Regions from separate parts of the Mus musculus genome. Here regions 1, 2 and 3 are each linked to region 4. A link is a contact called in public Hi-C and promoter capture Hi-C data. All regions are on one chromosome and are shown on one strand. Each heading gives the region's core, a stretch centred on a gene start, on an enhancer-like site or on the middle of the called end of the contact. The rest is flanking DNA. Distances are from core to core; before and after follow the strand shown.

Evidence for each region. Promoter capture Hi-C pulls out the DNA fragments that hold promoters and counts their contacts. Hi-C and Micro-C count contacts between places; a contact is called where the count stands out from the background.
Region 1: a Hi-C map of adipose-derived mesenchymal stem cells shows a contact between it and region 4, with 6 times the contacts expected there. The contact joins the enhancer-like site here to the promoter of Nr2f2 in region 4. A contact is called at or near these places in 6 of 39 promoter capture datasets (the 3T3-L1 cell line, hippocampal neurons, liver and 1 more), 6 of 484 Hi-C or Micro-C datasets (adipose-derived mesenchymal stem cells, cerebral cortex, cortical neurons and 2 more), 8 of 115 datasets of contacts at active chromatin or transcription factors (the NIH/3T3 cell line, astrocytes, embryonic forebrain and 5 more) and 1 of 9 other capture datasets (adipose tissue).
Region 2: a promoter capture Hi-C map of liver shows a contact between it and region 4, with 4 times the contacts expected there. The contact joins the enhancer-like site here to the promoter of Nr2f2 in region 4. A contact is called at or near these places in 5 of 39 promoter capture datasets (the C10 cell line, hippocampal neurons, liver and 1 more) and 2 of 115 datasets of contacts at active chromatin or transcription factors (stem cell-derived neural progenitor cells and trophoblast stem cells).
Region 3: a contact with region 4 is called in a Hi-C map of uterus, with 10 times the contacts expected there. The contact joins the enhancer-like site here to the promoter of Nr2f2 in region 4. A contact is called at or near these places in 5 of 39 promoter capture datasets (the 3T3-L1 cell line, hippocampal neurons, liver and 2 more), 2 of 15 datasets of contacts at CTCF or cohesin (the NIH/3T3 cell line and stem cell-derived epiblast-like cells), 10 of 484 Hi-C or Micro-C datasets (the AML12 cell line, cortical neurons, embryonic fibroblasts and 4 more), 14 of 115 datasets of contacts at active chromatin or transcription factors (the NIH/3T3 cell line, astrocytes, craniofacial prominence and 11 more) and 1 of 9 other capture datasets (embryonic stem cells).

The regions. Positions count from the first base shown.
Region 1 is chr7:68,832,237-68,835,515 of GRCm38.p6, reverse strand. No RefSeq gene overlaps it. Among named protein-coding and RNA genes, the nearest start is that of Gm34612, 42 kb to the right of the region's middle. Within about 2 kb of position 1,880, at least 21 of the 459 cell types and tissues checked have an H3K27ac peak or open chromatin away from gene starts, as enhancers often do. A contact at or near this core is called in adipose-derived mesenchymal stem cells, cortical neurons and hippocampal neurons, where this site is marked.
Region 2 is chr7:68,715,829-68,719,090 of GRCm38.p6, reverse strand. No RefSeq gene overlaps it. Among named protein-coding and RNA genes, the nearest start is that of Arrdc4, 32 kb to the left of the region's middle. Within about 2 kb of position 1,495, at least 71 of the 459 cell types and tissues checked have an H3K27ac peak or open chromatin away from gene starts, as enhancers often do. A contact at or near this core is called in liver and trophoblast stem cells, where this site is marked.
Region 3 is chr7:68,577,567-68,581,137 of GRCm38.p6, reverse strand. No RefSeq gene overlaps it. Among named protein-coding and RNA genes, the nearest start is that of Gm34549, 91 kb to the right of the region's middle. Within about 2 kb of position 1,302, at least 5 of the 459 cell types and tissues checked have an H3K27ac peak or open chromatin away from gene starts, as enhancers often do. A contact at or near this core is called in uterus, where this site is marked.
Region 4 is chr7:70,359,122-70,362,509 of GRCm38.p6, reverse strand. Nr2f2 (nuclear receptor subfamily 2, group F, member 2) reads left to right here and starts at 1,917. Exons shown (of 3, transcript NM_009697.3): 1 at 1,917-2,622. The coding sequence starts at 2,181.

The DNA.
Region 1 (3,279 bases), core at 631-3,130, 1.5 Mb after region 4:
CCTAAATAAGCATCACAGAAGCATGGGTGCATATACAACACACACACACACACACACACACACACACACACACACGCACGCACGCATGCACGCATGTACGCACGCACACACACACGCACCCACGCACAAACACACACACATGCACGCACACGCACGCACACGCACACACGCGCACGCATGCGCGGGCACACACACACACGCACACACATGCATGCACGCACGCACACACACGCGTGCGCGCATACACCTTAACAAATAGATGATGAGTTTCCTCTTTCTGCTCTTCTTCCTTTCCAGATGGTCCCAATTAAGAGCAAGACCCCAATCCTAACAGATGTTAGCCAAACAACTCCAACCTGAGGTTTAGTGCACAAACTCAGACACATTTACTACACCCAAGAGAAGCAAAAATAAATATCATGTATATACTGGACCATTTGAGTTAACTTGGAATGACTAGGACTTCCACCCAAAGCTGCAATTAGTTTCAACTCCTTCTTTCAATTTGTAATGAGCATATTAAATGTTGTGCTGATGTTTGGCACAATTCTGGTCCTCAGAAGAATTTTACTTACAGGAGCCATTCTTGATTTCATTTGAAAACGCAGTGGACACCTCTAAGATGCTGTTTCTATTAGAATGAATGAGGAACGTGCTCTTTTGAGACTCTAAATGAGTAATGTCGGCTGCCAAGTAAGTAGTTTGCTCTAGGTCAAGGCAAAAAAAAAAATCATCCTTCAGCTCTCACTGCTGGCTGTGGGCAAGCTCGGCTGCCTGGCTTCGTGGAGTTCTCTTTAGGGTAGTGAGCTGAATGCCTGACCAAAAAAAAAAAAAAAAAAAAATTCTCTCCTCTCCTCACACCCTGTCCCAGCATAATCTTCTCCTGAACGACAGGTGGCAGTAAAGAGACACAGCCTGCAGGAGCTAATTAAAGAGGGTTTTCTATCTACTTCAGGAGGGATTATACAAATGCTGCTTAACACGCAGGATTGGGTAGGGGAAAGATAAAAAACCTGATTCAAGCTTCTTTGCACATGCGGTTCTGTCTCTACATATGTTACACCTAGCTCGGAGATTCTGCCCACCAGCCTCTTCCCTGATTTCAAGCAATCACCTCAGGGTATAAATGTTCTTACTGTGGAGAGCTCAATGTGTGTCATGCATAGGCCTATAACCAAAGACTCTGTAGCTGACCCCAGGTAGACAAATGTGGACACACACACACACACACACACACACACACACATGCACACACGCAGCTAAGATAGCTCAAGCTTGTCAAAAGCACAGATTCCAAAGCAGCCAAGCCAAGGGGTGCATTGTGTGAAATCTGCCATATTACGGGAACATTTGGTTTCTGAACTGCCTTAAAATGGTGACCTTTTTCCAATTGCCAAATAAACATTCTGCAAGCTGCACTGGTGTCGAACAAAAGTATCATCCAATAGTTGACGGTGCTGATCAAAGAGTTGTCTTTTAGGGTCTTTTGTCATTTCAACCAGAAAAAGACATTTGCTTAAAATCTGAGCACTGAAACTGGCTCACTTTGCATTAAAGGCACAGTAAAAAGAAAAAAAAATTGAGAATGCACAGCACACAGATCTCTGAACAATGCACATCCAAGAAAAGGGGGAAGGGGGAATAAAACATCGAGTTCCAGGGGATACATGACTAATTTTGAGTTAAGGAAAACTGGGGGTGTCTGTTCCAGTGGGAGCTGTCCCCAAAGATCGGCAATTGCAAGCATGAATCATCACGGCCTGGAAAATACAATCTGTAGTTCATCTAGTACATTTCGCCCAGAAGATACAATCTATGACAGTCAATTCTTACCCATGGAGCTGCAGCATGCCTCCCAGTGACACATCTACAGTTAAGTCTAGCCAAGTTTCACTGACTCACCCGGCTCTCTATGCCTCTCTCTGGATCGTACCCAGTGAAGGCACAGACTGGCCCCATCCTTCACATAGTCGCACAGTTTAGCCTGTTGGCTGAGCAACAAGCCCTACTTCTGGTTATAGGATCAAATGAAAGGAAGGGGACATTGACCGTAATACCAAAAATCCAGTTGACAATGTTAATCATCACGACTAGCTACGGAGGGCTCTTTGGGTATGACTAGCTTGTCTTCATCTTCTCCTTTTGTTTTGTCTATGTTTGCTTGCTTTTGATATTGTTTTTGTGTCTGTTTTTGAGACTAAGTCTCACTATGTAGCCCATGTTAGTATGGAACTCATTATTTTTCCTCCATTTCCCAAGTGCCAGGACTTCAGGCAAGCACCACAACCAATTCCAGCTACTTTCTCTCTTCTTGGTATTTGGCAAGCCCAGGTATTTCATGGCAAGTTGTGTGCATGGATGTGTGGGCAGTGAGAGAGTTAGAAACACTCCAGACAGAGAACCCCAACTCATCCTTGTCCTGGCAATCTGCTGAGGACAGCAGTTCAAACCACTTCTATTGTGAGGACGTTCTTCTTAGCCAAGTGGCATGAATGTTTCTTAAGAACAAATTATTTTTAAAGAAAATTTAATTTTTATTCAATGATAGTAAGTCCCCAAACACTAACTCTTGAGAAAGAAACAAAAGAGTCAAGGAAATAGCTCAAGATAATGAAAATCTTGTCTCAGAGACTGGACCACATTTAAATCGCAACCCACACAGGTTGCTCTGTTCACTCTCCCCACTTCCATTTCTTTACACAGCTAAAAACATGGCTCTGCTTTTGTCTGCATAACTTGCCTTGAACCTTCTAGGTAGGAGAAGCCACCTGACACCAAGAAGTTTTGCATCTATAAGCATGAGTGGCTGCTCCTTGCATCTTGAATGTTATAAATCCCATGATAAAGGAGCCAGAACCTTGACCACTAATCCTTTATCATATTCCCCTGAGCACTGGAAATACCAGCCACCTGTCCATGTAAGGGACTTACATAGGGACCAGGAGAGTCATTGATAAAACACAAGACACCCAAGGAAATGTGTGCCTAACAAACAACAAATCACTTGTGTTCGTAAGGTCCTTGAAATGTGTTGGGTATATTTTAACCGGAAATTTTGTTATTTTAAATTGAAATTTCACAGCGTGCTGCACTCTCCTTTACCAAATATAAAACAGCAAACTTCAGAGTAAAATGTCTCTGAGGAGCGTCACCTGAGATTCTTATGAAAACAGGTAATCCACTAAGAAATCGGAAGATCTATGGTGTGGCTAGGTCCTACTCTGCAGCCTGTATTCTACTGGATACTGAATACTACTACGCAGCCTGATTGGAGTCAGG
Region 2 (3,262 bases), core at 246-2,745, 1.6 Mb after region 4:
AGTTATGGGAAGGTGAACTTTAGATACTTAGAACAAAGGCCTAGAGAGATGGTATTATCATAGATCTTCTCAGGAGGCTGCAACTCAGGTCCCCTCACTCCTCTACTGAGTCTGCGCTGCTACCCTGTCTCCACTACTTACCACCCAGAGTAACTAACTCCTTGGTGCCAAGTAAGTACCCCTTTCAAACCTGAACTCTCTCCTGATTGTCCAAGAGAGTTCCCAGGGCATTTTAAACTTGTTCTTGCACTTGTAAATCTCAGAAGTCAACAAAGCTTCCGTGTGGATTTCTGACAGAGCATAAGAATTGTAAACAAGGGGCTGTTTGAGGTTGGAGAATACTTAACACTCATGGATGTTAACTAAGAGATCTTGATATTTTTGTCCAGTGTTTAGAGCAATAAGCGTCGTGACTCTGTGTTATTTATAAGTGTATGTTGGGTGGGTCCCTCTGTATCATTCTGTCCCTGAGACAAACATGAGTGTTGCAGTCATTAGATGCCATGCTCCCTTCTTTCATACTGCAGGGTGACCCAAGGTACAATTTTGTTTTCTGCAGAGAGGAGCCTTGTTACAGATTTCAGTCACTGTAACCCTGTGTCATTATACGGAAACAGTGTCTCTCTGGGGGAAAAGAAAGGCTGTGTGGCTTTTTTATTGGTTTGTTTTTGTTTTCACTTTTGAGACAAGTTCTCATTTTATAGCCTAGGCTTGCCTGGAACTCACCATGTAGCCCAAGCTGGCCTTGGACTTGCTGAAGTCCTCCTCTAAAGAGCTGAGATTATGGGCATGAGTCACTAGGCCTGGCTCTGTATAGCTTTTTTTTCCCCTGCTGTGTGTTGCCCTGCCTGAAGCAAGCTGATAGAATCCAGTAAGTCCTTCCTGTCTTTCCATTACACAATCCTATGCAGTACAATGCAACCCCTCAAAACATCTTATGCTGCCTGTCCCTTGAGACATGAGCAGATACCTAAGTCAAACCTCCAGACTATTCTAAAACCATGGCCTTGAGAGAGTAGCTGGTCATTCCATGAGGCTAACTATGGGAGTGGGCCCAGTGCTGGGTGATCCAGTCCTGCTGGTCTTGCCATTGAGAGGCATGTTACAGGATGAAGACACCCATTCAACTCTCAGTCTCTTCATAGAGTTTTAAAGGGCACCAGGACCAATAATAGCAGCATCAAAACAAAGACAGCTTGACCCACTGAGGCTAGCCTCTGACCTCGGTGCCAAGCTGCTGGGTTTGTATTACTGCCTCTTCAAAGCTCGGTGGCTTAATCATTTGGGTGAGCCCAGTTTCCCAGTGTCTAACAGCTTCTAGGAATTCACACAATGAGCAGCATTTGGAGGCGTGCCAGCTTGCTCTCCAGCTTCCTTCTCGCTGCTTGTTATTCAGAATTCAGGTCAGTTTCTATCTCCAGATCTCCCCTATCCTCCGTTATCGGATTTCAGCTTTGGTTTCTCTCTGGGACAGCGCATAAACATTGTAACTGGGTCATGCTCTGACTTCAGTCCCTTGTGTCATCCCGAGAGCAATTGGCTGGACTTGTGCAACAGAAGGGACTGATGCGGAGTCAGGAAATCCGAGCAATCTCCCCATCGGGAGGGGTCAGGGAACAAAACTCTATGGCCCATTGTATTGAGCGAAGACTGATCCCTATTTGAAAAGCCCAACTATGGAAGCCAGGGTGGTTTGCAGATAACTTTATCTATGTTTCCTCTGAAAACCAGATCCTCACTAAAAGACATTCTTGAGTACTTTCTACACGCAGGTGTATCACTGCAGGGAACAAAGCAATCAGAGGCTTACAGCATCTTGGGGAAAAGACAAACAAACAATAAATAAGACAGCCAATAAATTACGTCACTGCCAGTGCTGGTGGATGACATGAAAATAAGCCGAGGAGACCAGGAAGGGCTAGGTGGGAGATGGGGGAGGGGAGTAGGAGGTGATGTCTTCAGACAAGAATTCAGCCGCAAATGTCCAGCCTCTAGCGGGAAATGACGTGGCCTGTGGCAAAGGTGTGAATTTAAACCAAAACACCATTGTCACTTTGAGATATCTAGATGGCTCTATTTATTTCCTCCTCACTCTCTCCCACCTCATCATCTTAATACAAATCCACCGTAACTGCAGGAACACTTGTCTCCGTGAACATAAAGGCAAAACCATAGGCTTTTGTTCCCCGCCCTCTCCCCATGGGAAGAGTGCTCAGTTTTCCTGACTCCACATCACTATTCATTATTCAAGGTCATCCTACAGGCTGATATAGGAAGAGCAACATGTTCACAGACCAGTCAAAATAATTTTTCTCATTTTAACCACGACAATAACCTAAAAGAAATCACTTACCATTTTTGATGTAGTTGGGATTTTAAATGTTTCCATGACAGCTCAAGTGTTGAAGACATCGTTCCAGTGTAGCACATCTGGGAGGCAGTGGAACATTAAGGGTTGGTACCCAGTTGGTGATTGCTAAGTCACTGGAGTATCTGTCTTTGAAAGGAGACTGAGACTCTGGTCCCCTCCTTGTCATTACTGTCTGACACTTTCAACAGAGGTTTGAAAGAAATGGGTCTGCCTGATTTACTGACTGAAGGATTTAAAACTACGAGCCTGCACAACCCGTTTCACTCTGTCAACCAATGCCCTCTGGTATTATGGTTTTCAGTGGTAGATTAGCTAGCTGACACTTTCTTTGAGATTGCTTCCTCTGCTACCAAATCTTCAAGTGGCTACAATGGGGCACCTGATATAACAGTGGAGGCTCAAGAACTTTCATCCGAGTTCTTCTCTTTGACCTCCTCTGCCACACGGAGGATGGGAGAATGAACCTCCAGGGGACGAGAGATGCTGTTCAGCCAAGTGTTGAGAAGATAGGAGTGAGGGCCGGTGTTGATGACCAGAGCTGTGCCTGGAATACAGCATGTGCTCAATACATACTCGCTAGGTGGATGAGTTCTAAAGTGCCAGGACCAGGGAAGACTGGGAGGGCCCCAAGCAGTGTCAGCTTTGGTTGTGTTTGGATGTGTTCTGTATCTGAGGCACTTCCTTGGTTTTAAGTCTAGCTACGGAATAGTAGAAAGGCAATGGGGAGGAGAAGAATAGAATAAGTTTTGTCTTGCTTATATAAAATTTCAAAGTATGGAGGAAATCAATACTCCACATATAAATAAATCAATGTTTTAAGTGTTTATTTACACTGTGTGTTAGCTATGACTGAATTCAAATATTACATATATCAAATAAAATATTATTGTT
Region 3 (3,571 bases), core at 53-2,552, 1.8 Mb after region 4:
CGTATAAAGTATAATGGGTGTTGTTGGAGTCTAATGAACGGAATGAAATGATGGAAGAACGATCTCAATAAACGGGGAATGCGGCTGTTCTCCAGACAGTACTGACTCCGTGCCATGGAGATGTGGTGGTGGTGGGAACAAAAAGAGCGGACCCATTTGGTAAAGCTGTCAGATTAAAAATATGTACGTTCCCAGAGATTCCCACACCAGTTTATAAAGAGACAAACCTAAGATGGTCATCACAAAAGGATATCTGAAGAGTCCTGGGCAGTTCAGGGATCCACCCCTAGGGGGCAGTGAATAGCATTCTAGTCCAGGTAGACCTCTCCGCAGGAGTCAGAAGCAGGAGGGTTGAAGGTATATACACAGCAACATAATCTCTAAAGCACAGTAGTTCATAGGAGAAGAAAGGACAGAACAACCTAATACATTTTTGAAAAATAGAAAGCCCACAAAAATGCATATTTTAGAGTAGAGCCTGCTGCTAAACAGAACGGTCTAGTGAAAGGTAAACCCTGTTTTTGTAAAGTTAAAGGTGGGGGGAGGCAAGGCGAGGGAAAATGGAGATAATAAAATGAAGGGGAAATTAATAAATTCATGAATGAATGAATGAATGAATGATGTCTCTCAACAGTTTGATATTGATAAATCTTCCATGAGCTGAGAAGCACCAGCAAGCCTCACACCTGACTTCATTCTATACCACTTATATATTCTATCATTCTCTATATCTATCATTCTACATATTCTTATATTCATACTCTGTATTATGTCTATTGTGCAGTATCTATATGAGGATGCGTTTTTAATGATCAAACCAAACCAAACCAATACAATACAATACCTGAATGACTTCCAAATTAAGCAGACAAATTGTTCAGACCATGTCTGAGACTTTCTTTCCTGTCATAATCACAGCCCACAAAAGAACAGTTGCAAATTTTTTAAAAATAAAAATAAAAAACCCACTTAGCTATACTTTACCCTCTAATGTAGATATGACAGCTACAAGAGAAACTGTAAATGAAACAAAAAGAAAGCAAGACGAGGAATGGAGGGGCGTGTGAAGAATAAACCTGAAAGTGGCGTTACCAGTTCCTAGCCAAATGAGAAAAAAAAAAGAGCAAAATGGAATGGAATGTACAGTACGGCAGAAAACAATCCTCTGGGTTTTTTCGAAGACCTCTTGTGCGCCTTGGGAAGTGGATTTTAAAGTCAGGAACTCTGCGATCTTTCCTAGGTTTGGGGACAAATTCAGGACTGGGCTGAGCAGTTGTTTCCATCCGTGGAACTCTGCTGCCACCTACTGGTAGGAGCCTGCTACTTCTTCAGGAGCCCGACTTGTTAGCTCCAGGCTACCCGCAAACCAAGTCCCTTGTCCCTTGGGACTGAAGTATGGGGATTCGCTGCTGTCAATCACTCCACCTAGAAGATTTTCAGATCAATACATGTATGTGTTCCGAGGGTAATTAACAATAGGCTAGTTTATCGACTAGGTGAGTCTCTGACTTCCTATTATTTCTCTCACTTTTGAAAATCAAAGAAAAGACAATTATCACTCGAAGCATGGCCTCTTCCCTGTCTTTCCTTTTTCCCCCCAAGGGAGGTGTGAGTTTAATTAAAGAAAAGAATCACACGTTTTGTGGTAGTTTGCAAAGCACATAGTGGGCTAGTGTCTAACAGCACTTCCCCTTTCCTGGTTAAGTACCAAGGATCGTTTTCTCCTGGCTAAGGTGTGAGCTGAGCAGGGCAGGAAACCAATGCTTATGCTTGTGGAGAGGGCGGGTCCTCGTGGGGGGGGGGGGGTTGACCAGCTGAGGGAGGCAGTAAATGGATTTAATGTGGTTTTGAGCTCCAGAATAATTGCTCGGATTTGGTTGAGGTACAAAAGAAAAGAAGAAAGCGCCATCGAATCATTGAATGAGTCCTTACTTGATCAAACAACAGTGATTTGAGACAGAAATTACAGTAAATTTTGGTCAAATTTACTTATTTCCCACAATTCACCTTTAAGTTTGGTCCACGAGATTAGTTTGCTGTGAACGAAATAAGATGCCCGTTTTACTTGATCCATCGAAGCTCTTTAATCAAGGTCAATGACTAGACTTCCCCACCCCACCACCCCACCACCACCACCACCACCAAACCCTCCATCAAAGGCTGGCCTGAGAACCCCACACAGAGATTCCCTGAGCAGGATGGATAATTAGGAGCTTGGTAGTTCCAAGTCCAGCCTTAGAGAGGAGGAGATGCCAGAGATGCGCAGAGAGGCGGCTCTTTATGGAGACAGGTCCAGGGAAGAGGGCAACGGTAATTACCGGGCTGTGAGAGCTCATGTACACCTTGGGAATTATTGGTCCATAAAATGTCTGGAGATGTATGCCAGAAATCTAACGTCTCCTGTGCAGTGTGGCAAGCTGAGCTAAACCAGCCAGACGTGATGAAGATAGGGAGTCTTGTTTAGGAGAGTACAAGGAGCCAGTGGAGATGGTTTGAATGGAATTATACACAAACTCAAATCCCACCCTTACCAGCAGGGAGATCCACTCCAGAAACATTGGGGATGCACAGATGCAACTCCAAGAACTTATAAATGGGGAAGAGAAAGCTCTAAGCTAGGAAAGGATGCTGCCTTTCATTTGGCTCATTGACGAGGAAAGTGACTCTCCCAGACTCCAGGGTTTGTATGGCCTGCCCTGGTGACTGTGAGTCAGTTGCCTTCTCTGATGTGCAGGTCACGAAGTATTGGTTTATCCCAGTGCAAGAAGGAAAACACATCAATAGGATTTGTGAACAGTCAGTCAATGGATGGTCTCTCGATGGATGGTGAGGGAACGTGTGTGCGTGTAGATGACTCTGTGAAGTTTCACTGGCTCTAGGACCCAAACCGCCTAAAGAGCTTGTATCAACCTGTCTAAGGCCAAGCTTTCTCTTCCTAAGAAACAGCAGACACCCATTATTATTGAGAGGATTCCATGAGGGCAGCCAATCAATCCCTGGCAAGCCCTGGGCAGCTCGTGCCCCTTTCCGCAGAGAGCTGGGAGCCCTTGATAAAGATCAGAGCTGTGTCACTGTGTGCACCTTGCTATCTTCGCCCTTGGGCCGTGGTGCTCCCAGGGGTGAAAGAGAGTCTTCACTGAGGTACCTTCCCAGCCCCTTCAAGCCTTGACTTTGATTAAGCATCTGTCGGTTATCGGTTACACCGCTTCAAATTAGGGGTGAATGAAAGACTATCAGAAGGGGTCTATAGCCTTTATTTTAAACAACCCTGAATTTTTCAACAAAACCAGTGCAAGATGCCACAGAGACCATGTCGAGTGGGCAGCTGCTGGAGAGTTAGCTTGTGCCAGGCACCAGGTGTTCCTTCAGCCCTCACCCGACCACTGCAGGGAGACAGCATCGCCATAGCTACAATATGGGTAGAGAAGTACAGGCGAAAGGTTTTTGACAAATGTGCCCCTACTCCCACTGACGTGAAGGGGTGGTGTGGAATCACATTTACTTTGCTAAATAATGTGTCGTAAGAATGTTCCTTTTTGTTAAAAAAACAAAACAAAACAAAAATAAACCA
Region 4 (3,388 bases), core at 668-3,167:
TCTATAAAATATTAGCCCTCCAAAGAAAAAGGCAAATATCGAACGGTTTCTTTTCCTATAAACAAACAAACAAACAAAAAGGAGCTACCAAGCCGAGCAAGTGATGGGAATTCATTAAGCAAAGGATTTGCCACCCTTCGGATCTAGCCAAATCTTTGGTTTGCAAGCCCAGATCCCGGCACCTTGCCACCTCCGCTGCGTACCCCTCTACAAAGAAGGGGAGAGCATTATTCAGTCTTTTGGAATAGTGGGTTCTACATAATGCGCCGGGAGTCCCGGGTGGACCGCGAGCGGCGCATTTAGAGGCATCGCCAAGTTGCGAGAGACTAAGTCTTTGGCTCCATCCTCAACCCCTTGCGGAGCCTTTAAGAGTCGTAGTGTGTGCGCCGCGCGCTAGTCTTGCCGCCAGGGCGGAAACCACTGTGCCCGATGCGGGGCGGCCGGGGTCCGCGCTCCGGGGTCCACCCGGGCCCATCCCCCTCTCTGTGGCCAGGACCGCGCGGCCACCCGTCCCCGCCCCCCTCCGTCCCCGCGCGCCCCGTGCGGCTGTCTCGACGCCGCTCGCGCTAGGACCGGGCTGCTCCCGCTGCCGCCATGGCGGGGCCGCTGCGCTCCGGCCAATGACGACGAGGGGGCGGCGCGCGCGCGCCGGGCCAGGCCAACCCCGGCGGCTGCCTTATAAGGCGCGCCGTCGCCATGGCAACGTGCGCTAAGTTGCAGCAGTCGTGTCAAAGTTCACTATATAGAGAGCTCAGTGAGCTGATCGCGGAGAAGCCACTTCTGCCAGCCCCGGCGCCTATAAATCGCATTCCCTCCCGCGCCCCCCTTTTTAGCATATTTGATCACTTTGATTCTGCTCTTTTCTCTCCGCGGTGTGTGCGTGCGTGCGCGCGTGTGTGTTTTCTTCTCCTCCTCCTCCTCTGCCGGAGTTGCCTCCTTTCTCCGGGTGCCGCGCTGCTCTTCCCTCTTTCATTCTTTCTCTCCGTTTCTCCCCCCTCTGCGCACGAAGGATGCGCTTCTAGGTGCTGATCTGCCCTCCTTTCTCTCTTATCATCTCTCCCCCGCCGCCGGCGAGTTGACTCTTTCCCTATGTGTGTGAGGCGGCGGCGGCAGCAGCAGCAGCAGCAGCAGCAGCAGCGGCTCCACCGGCGGCGGCAGCAGCGGCAGCAGCAGCGACTCCACCGGCGGCGGCGGCGCTAGACGCAGCGGCTCCGGGCCCGACCCGGAGGCTTCGGCGGCGGCGGCGGCGGCCCGGGCGGCCCGCGGAGAGCAACGAGCGGCCTCCGAGAGCGGCGGCGGCGGCGGCGGCGTCCGGAGCGAGCGCGGCGCGCGCCAGGCGCCCGGGGCAGGAGGCGGCGGCGGCCCAGCGCCAGGACGACGCCGCGCAGCGCCGGACGCGGACCACTTTCATGCTGATTCCCCCGGACCCGGGCAGAGCTCCGGCCACTCCGCGGGCCGCCGGCCTCCGCCCCGGCCTGCCTGGCTCCCAGGGCGCGCCCGCGCCCGGCGCCTCCGCTCTCCCAGTCCTCCTGATTTCGATGGCTTTCCTGAATGGCTGACTGTGGGCTGCCCTGGACTTGGCCCCCGGACAGTCGCCTCTCCTTCTCCTTCTCCTCTTCCTCCTCCTCCTCTTCCTCCTCCTCCTTCTCCTCCTCCAACTCCTCCGCTGCACACTAGATCTGAGAGCGAGAGAGTGAACCAGAGAGGGAGAGAGGGAGGGAGAGTGAGAGCGAGCGAGATCTTTAGAGAGATTTTTTTTTTTTTTTTTTTGCCTCCTACTTCTGTCTTGAAGCCAGACAATCGACTTGCAGCTCTCCCTCCCCTCCCTCTCTCCACGTTCTGCTCCCACTCTCTTTCCCCTGTCCCCTTGCCCTCCCCTCTGGACGGAAAGCCCCCCGAAACCAACAAAGCTGAGCCGAGGGAAACAAACAAAACAAACACACCGGGCCAGACAAGCAATCGACAAAACTTTGCAAAAGCAAAAACAAAAAAACAAAAAAGGAAAAACTAACCAACCTCAAATCAACTAGCCCTGAGCCACCCGGGGCGCCCTCCCGCGCCCTCTCGCACCCTCGCACACACAAAAGGCGGCGCGCCGGAGCCCGAGACCCGGGAGCCGCCGCCACCCCGCCGCCGCCCGCAGCCAGGGGAGCAGAAGTCCGGACGCGGCCCCCATAGATATGGCAATGGTAGTCAGCACGTGGCGCGACCCCCAGGACGAGGTGCCCGGCTCTCAGGGCAGCCAGGCCTCGCAGGCGCCGCCCGTGCCGGGCCCGCCGCCTGGCGCCCCGCACACGCCACAGACGCCGGGCCAAGGGGGCCCGGCCAGCACGCCGGCCCAGACAGCGGCTGGCGGCCAGGGCGGCCCTGGCGGCCCGGGCAGCGACAAGCAGCAGCAGCAGCAGCACATCGAGTGCGTGGTGTGCGGGGACAAGTCGAGCGGCAAGCACTACGGCCAGTTCACGTGCGAGGGCTGCAAGAGCTTCTTCAAGCGCAGCGTGCGGAGGAACCTGAGCTACACGTGCCGCGCCAACCGGAACTGTCCCATCGACCAGCACCACCGCAACCAGTGCCAGTACTGCCGCCTCAAAAAGTGCCTCAAAGTGGGCATGAGACGGGAAGGTATCGGCCTCTCATTTCTTCCCCCTTCGCCCGCGGTCCCGGGGCTCTGGGTGCGTTTGGCTAGCCTGCTCTGGGTAAGGACTCAGAAGCCCCGAGCTCTCCCGGTTGCAGTCGGAGGGGATTTGGTACTAGGAACCGGGGAGGGGGGTGGGGGTCTGCACTGCAACCCAGATCAGCCCCCACCCCCATTACAGTCCGCATGCTTTAGTAGACTTTCCTTCTCCACTCTTTCTTCCTCTCCCCCTCTCTCTCTTTCTCCCTCTCCGGACAGCTTTTCCTTTCCTTTGCATTGATTGAGAGTTCATTAGAGTTCACCTTTCTGCAAGGAATGGGTTGTTTGTTGTTGTTTTAAAGTCCCCCCCCTCTCTCTTCCCTTTCTCTCTTTCCTTGTTTTTCCTGCATGTTCAACATATGTCCCTCCTCCTTACCCCTCTCCCCAACCCCCACCTTTTCAGAAAAAAAAAAAAACAACCTGAGATTGTACTTTTGTACAGGAGGTTCAAATTACAAATGGCAATTTTATGCACTTCGCCGTATTAACGCTGCCGCCTGGGCAGAGCTCATGTGACCCCTCCGTGGATTAACATTCTGCTTTAAAAAAATACCTCTTGTTTTCTTTTTTTTTCCTTTCACTTTTGAAACCCTGAGAGCACTGTAGGGAGTAGGAAAGTGTGGGCAAGGGGCCTTTGGCCGCTGCTTTCCCTCTGCGCCAGTTGGGTCTTTGTGATATAAAATTATCCCAGAGCCGGGAACAGTGCTCTACCAA